Regions from separate parts of the Rattus norvegicus genome. Here region 1 is linked to region 2. The links are chromatin contacts, called in public HiChIP or PLAC-seq maps. All regions are on one chromosome and are shown on one strand. Each heading gives the region's core, a stretch centred on a gene start, on an enhancer-like site or on the middle of the called end of the contact. The rest is flanking DNA. Distances are from core to core; before and after follow the strand shown.

Region 1 (2,808 bases), core at 80-2,579, 530 kb before region 2:
GAACTTGTAAAAAATGTCTCAGTCCTGTACTGATATTCTTCTTGGAAACAGCAAAGATGAGAGCCACCTCACTTGTCCCTTTACTACAGACAGGCTAATTGGGAAGCGAGGAAGTAGTGCCCACAGGGGTTACCTCTGCCTCCTCCAAGGGTGCCTGCAATGGGTCACTTACCTCCTCCCCCCAGGCAGAAGGCCACTCTATAACATAGCAATTCTGACTCGTCTAATAGAGAAATCAAACCCCAAGCAAAAGCCACTCATCTAAAGGAACTTTAAGAGCTGTCTGGAAAAACATCAAGAATCATCGGTCTATTCATGACCGGCACTGTTCTCTGAGACCGAGCCAAATTGTCACCAGCGAAAATCCACACACGCGCACCCAGGAGCACGTACCCACCCGTGTAGGCATATCCCCACTGACTCCGGTTTCTCTCACCCACCTTTGGTTGGGAGCAAAGGATCCCTCCCTCCCTCTTTCCCTGCCTCCTTTGCGTAGTATTTTTTTTTTTCATAGCGAGTACTATTCCAGAAACTGTAACTGTGTCTCGGCTGGACCATAAATGCAGACAAAGTCTTTGCTATTGTGCTACCTGGTAGGGACATCCAGGATCAGTAGCCCATTCCCTAGGAGGGGGACCCAGGAACGACTTTCCAGAGACACAGGCTGGGACCCGTACCTCTACACTGTGCTGCTCGCACACAGGCAGAGTGCACGGAGATCTGCATCCTTGCAGCAGATAGCTCCAAACCCATCCGGTTTGGCCCGGGAAACCTCCCACAAAAAAATAGCACTACCCCCCTACCCGCTTTCTTGCTAATCTCCCTTCCATCACTAACATGGACTGAAGAAAAAATTCCCCACTCCTGGGGTACGTAGCATCTCTCTTCCATGCAACCACAGAGCATCAGCAAAGCCTTGGGCTTTGAAAACTGCCATAAAGCACCTTAACCAAACCAAAACTCATTTCCCCCTTCATTCCAGGGCAAACAGACCCAAAAACCTAAATCTTAGGATCTTCCTTGCCTGATGTGGGTCTGTCTCTGTTTCTGTCTATCTCTCTCTGTCTCAGTCCCCTCTCTCTCTCTCTCTCTCTCTCTCTCTCTCTCTCTCTCTCACACACACACACACACACACACACACACACACACACACACACACACACACAAAACCTTCCGCCCTCCAGCTCTGAGTGACCGTAATGTCTTCCACTTACTTCATCAATAAGCGTAGCCCTCTACCATCTGGCGCCCGCTTCAGCTATGCGCTCGCGCAGTGCGCCCCCATTCACTCAGCTTCATTGATCCCCAGCAGCAACACAGAGTTACTTTCTCTTTTGCTACAGCGTAAATGTAAGCTTTGGAGGAGGCGGGGCTGACTCCGAGCGACAGCACAATGCGCCAGTGAGGACCCAGAGACAGCCGCCCGCTACATCACAGTGGTCTCTGACCAATAGGAGGCCAAGGAGGGTGGAGAAAGGGGCGAGGCCTCGCCTTGGGATGGAGGCCGGCTCGGACGCGCTTGTGGGTTTGGTGTGTTAGAACGCGGGTGGTGATGTCATTGGCAACCAATCAAAAACTTAAAAGTGCTAGCCCGGGCCCGCTTGGAGCAGCGGCTCTCTATTTACATGTAAACCTAGGCAGCTGGACGCGGTTAACCCTTCCCGGGACTGAAGTGTCAATGGCTTGCTCTGGTCGCTCTGGCTGAAACTGGTTCTTTTGACCCTTCCCTGCCCCCTGGTGCGGACACAGCCTCACGGGGTCTCCTTTCCACCTTTTGATTCCAGGCAGAGTGCCCGTCCAACTTTCCCGAGGCCAGAGACGACTCGAAACAGGGTCCCTCCATGGCTGTAGCTGCGCCGCGCGGGACGTGAGCGTGCACAGGGCCGGCCTCCCCGTAGCCCCGCTTGGCCCGGCCCGCAGATGTCGCTGCCCCTCCGGCTACCTTACTGCTCTCCTGCGCGGCGGCTGCGCGCGGTGCTTCTGTTCCCCTACTTCTGTGCCCCTGTCACTCCTCCGCCGTCCCCAGTCTGTTCTCAGGAGCCCGACTCCGAACCCGAAAGCTGCACCCCAGAGAACTACACGGAGGAGGACGCCTGGCTCTGTGCGGGCAGCCAGTGGGGGCCCGTGCTGAGCGGCAGCGTGGGCGCCGTCCCGCAGAGCTGGGCGTGGCCGGGCCCTCCGAACTCTCCTCAAACCCCTCAGCCCCGGCACCGACCTCCTCCTCCCACCCCAGTCTCAGTGTCCTCCTCGGCCGCCTCCCCTGCCGTGTTGTTTTGGAACCCGCAATACATCCGTCCCCCGGTGCTGGGCCGCCCCCGGCCCCCAGTGGCGCAGGGCCCTCGGCGAGCCAAGGAGCGCCAGGCTGGAACAGCAAGCGCTGGAGGGAAGGAGCCGGAGCTCGGGGTGTACAGCCAGAATGAGCGGCGGTTGAGGAGCATGGAAGGGCCCACGCCAGCTCTCCCGGCTCCCCGAACTTTGTCCATCAGAGGAGTAGATGGTCGTGGCATGTGTCCGCTGAAGAGAAGTGGGAAGCTGGGCAAGCCTGCCAGCGCCTTGCCAGAAAAGTATCAGGGAAGGTGCAAAAGAGTGACTCTGGAATTCAAAGGAGTGGAAAAGCCCAGATGAACTGTGACGAAGTTGCATCAAAGAATCCTAAAGCAATAGAGCTTTTTATACCCTACCCCCTTCTAGCTCAGAGAAGACCACCAAAATGTGAAGTAATTGAAGCGAAATAAAACATTATCAGCTCTGTGGAAGGTTCAGTCGTTCTTAATGATGGGAGGTGTTTGAAAGCAGACTTTAGACGCC
Region 2 (2,905 bases), core at 153-2,652:
TACCTGCAGAAGTTCAATTTGTACTACTTTCCCTTATTTTAACTCAATTTCTCCAAATATAGGTGCTGTTTGTGTAAAAAAAAAAAAGAAAAAGAAAATGGTAAAAACATGTTTACAATCAAATAAGAAAAACCCTTGGTTCAGCTAACTGAAGCCTGGCCTGTTAGCAAGTGTCTATGATCCCAGCACTCTCAGGAACCGGAAATAAGATGGTTAGATAGCCTCCCCCGGCCTGGAACTCATAGAGACCTTGAGTGCTGGGATTAAACGCCTGTATGACTACAGCCAGGAGAACCCAGAACTTTTAACTTACTGTCATATGAACTGTGATTCTCCTAGAAGTCTCCAGGCTTTCCAAACCACTACAAGCACAGACTTCTCATCACAGAATAGCACTTAGGGGTAGTGGGTGAGATTGTAACAGTTCACTGTTAGTTTCCCGAATGGACTTTGCTTTCCTTTAGGAGAACCGTCACCAAGAGTTAAACCCAAACACATCCCTGCTCCAAGACAAAAGGCCAACATGCCAACTCTCCCTTCCTTCTAACATAGACCCCAGCATTAGCACCCCACCCCCAGCCACCCTCACTGTTCTATTGCTGGGAACAGGTATCTAAAAGAAGCAACCTAGGGGAGAAAGAGTTTCTCCTGGATCATGGTATGATGTTCAAGTCCATCATGGTAGAGAAGGCAGGCAGTGATCAGTGCCATTGCTGGTGGGGGCATGAGGCTGCTTGTTCTCGGTCAGATCATCGAGTTGAAATGAGCACAGAAATGGGACCCCGAGCTAAGCCCATCCCCCAGAAATCTGCCTCCTGCAGCTAGGCTCCACCTCCCAAAAGACCCACAACATCCCAAAACAGTGCCACCATCTGGCAAGCAAATGCTCAAACGTGGGAACCTGTGGGGACATTCCCGCTGAAACCCTAATGGCTCACACGTCTGTCGATGTCTCCAGCACTTGCTCTTCTGAAAAGAACTAAGCCAAAAATAAATAAGTACAGGGGGAACTTGTCTGAGTTGATGAGCCTCCTCCAAACTAATATTCAGTAAGGGCTCTTGTGCCAGCTGTGGCCGTGGAGAGCTTTTCAGTCGTTTCGACTAATTTCCCACGGCCCTGTATAGAAGCAAACTGAAGACTCCCATTGCCTGTGGCCAAAGAAAGAAACAGAGAACAAGGACATTCGATCCAGAAGAGAAACAGCAGTCAGAGGAGGTCCTGGGCTCCCCGAAAGCTGTAGCTTAACCCTCCAAAATGAATCTTATGATCATGGCTTCAGTTCATCAGATCCTGGCAAGTTGCAAAACAGGCTGATTCTGCTTGCAAGGGGTTTTCGGTCTGCCAAGGGAAGGGATTAATATGCACAGCCGTCCTTCCAAAACTATCGGGCATGAAGAGCCACCGCAGACGCTTTGTCCAATAAAGCCCTTGCTTAGAGTTCTGCCTAATAGCTCTGTGCCTTAGTTTGTGGATTAGCTTCAAGGACGGTTTATCCCTGCATGCAGATGAGAATGTCAGCCGACTCACCTCCAGTCCTGTCTCCTACCTGATGGCACACTTAATCCTGCTGCTCAGTCAAAATATAAAAACCTAAGGATGTCAGCCCAGAGGGCTGGATGTGTCGGAGATCGGGAGCTGTGAGAGAAAGAGTTAACCTCTCCTGGCTCCCACATCCTTACAACTGCTCCTTGCTCCTCCAGCTGTGTTCCTCCACTCCTGACTGCAGCCACCTGGCTCCAACGAGGCAGCTGGTTATTACCTTGGGGTGAAGAACCATCTTCTGGGGGCTGCCTAGGTGGCTCAGAGGGTACCGTCATATCCTTCCAGGACTTGGTCATTACAGTTCAGTCCCCTGGACCCACCTGGTGGAAGATAAGAAATGACTCTGTTGGGTTGTCATTTGACCTTCACATCCAGACACACATAAATAGATAGGCAAATACATAAATAATTCTAAAAAGGAAATGTGTGATGCTTTTTTTTTAAAGAACCATTTGCTCAGAGTCACACATTGAGAAGCTTGTGTAGGATTATGACCTCACGCCAACTCTGGGAACTGCAGCTCTCTACTGGAGAGAGATAAAAAAAAAAATGGGTGATGGGTTAAGACATACCTTGGAATGCCCAGGGACAGCACTTGCCACCCAGGTGAGGCCAGAAGTGACAGAGAATAGCATAGCTACCCTGAAATGGATGGCATCAGATTCAGCCATTATCATAGGGCCCTCCCAGAACCTGTTAAGACCACTGGGCATGGGAGACATCCTCTGAGCTCTGAGTGATCTAACTCCTCACACCCAGAGAGCTTCCTGGAACATAGCAAGCATTTGGACGATGAGGAGTTATCTCTGTGAGACTCTCAGGATTATGTTAGGCCTTTGTGGGAGTAGACATATGTACTAGATACTTTTCTATGGCTGTGATGAAAATCCCATGACCAAGCCGACTTATGGAAAGAAACATTTATTTGCACTCAGAGCACCAGAGGGATAAGAATCCGTCCTGGCAGGAGATATAGCAGCAAGCAGCAGGCTTGGTGGCCAGAACAGGAAGCTGAGTGCTCACATCTTCAAACTGCAGGCACAAAGAGTAAACAGGAAGTAGGCAAGGCATTTTTACTCTCAAAGCCCACCCCCAGTGACCTATTTCCTCCAACAGGCCACACCTCCTAAACCTTCCCAAACAGTCCCACCAACTGGAGAGCAAGTGTTCGAATTTCTAAGCCTGTGGAGGAAGTTCTCACTCAAACCATATCTCATCAACCACCTCATTTGTACCTAAAACTAGACAGTTAATGCCTCCCAGTCACTTATTTACCTTTCCCCAGTCAGCTCCTCCTGCATCCGTGGGCCCCACCTCAGCATTTCCGAGCACTATTCACCCATCTCTGAAATGTGGGCGATT

Evidence for each region. HiChIP or PLAC-seq counts read pairs in DNA pulled down with a chosen protein or histone mark.
Region 1: a contact with region 2 is called in an H3K27ac HiChIP or PLAC-seq map of oligodendrocytes, with 15 times the contacts expected there. The contact joins the promoter of Dusp10 here to the enhancer-like site in region 2. A contact is called at or near these places in 10 of 12 Hi-C or Micro-C datasets (the A7r5 cell line, the Rat2 cell line, Schwann cells and 6 more) and 1 of 1 datasets of contacts at active chromatin or transcription factors (oligodendrocytes).

What each region holds. Positions count from the first base shown.
Region 1 is chr13:98,144,414-98,147,221 of GRCr8, reverse strand. Dusp10 (dual specificity phosphatase 10) reads right to left here and starts at 1,329. Exons shown (of 4, transcript NM_001105734.1): 1 at 1,215-1,329.
Region 2 is chr13:97,616,973-97,619,877 of GRCr8, reverse strand. No RefSeq gene overlaps it. Among named protein-coding and RNA genes, the nearest start is that of Hhipl2, 32 kb to the right of the region's middle. Within about 2 kb of position 1,402, at least 17 of the 93 cell types and tissues checked have an H3K27ac peak or open chromatin away from gene starts, as enhancers often do.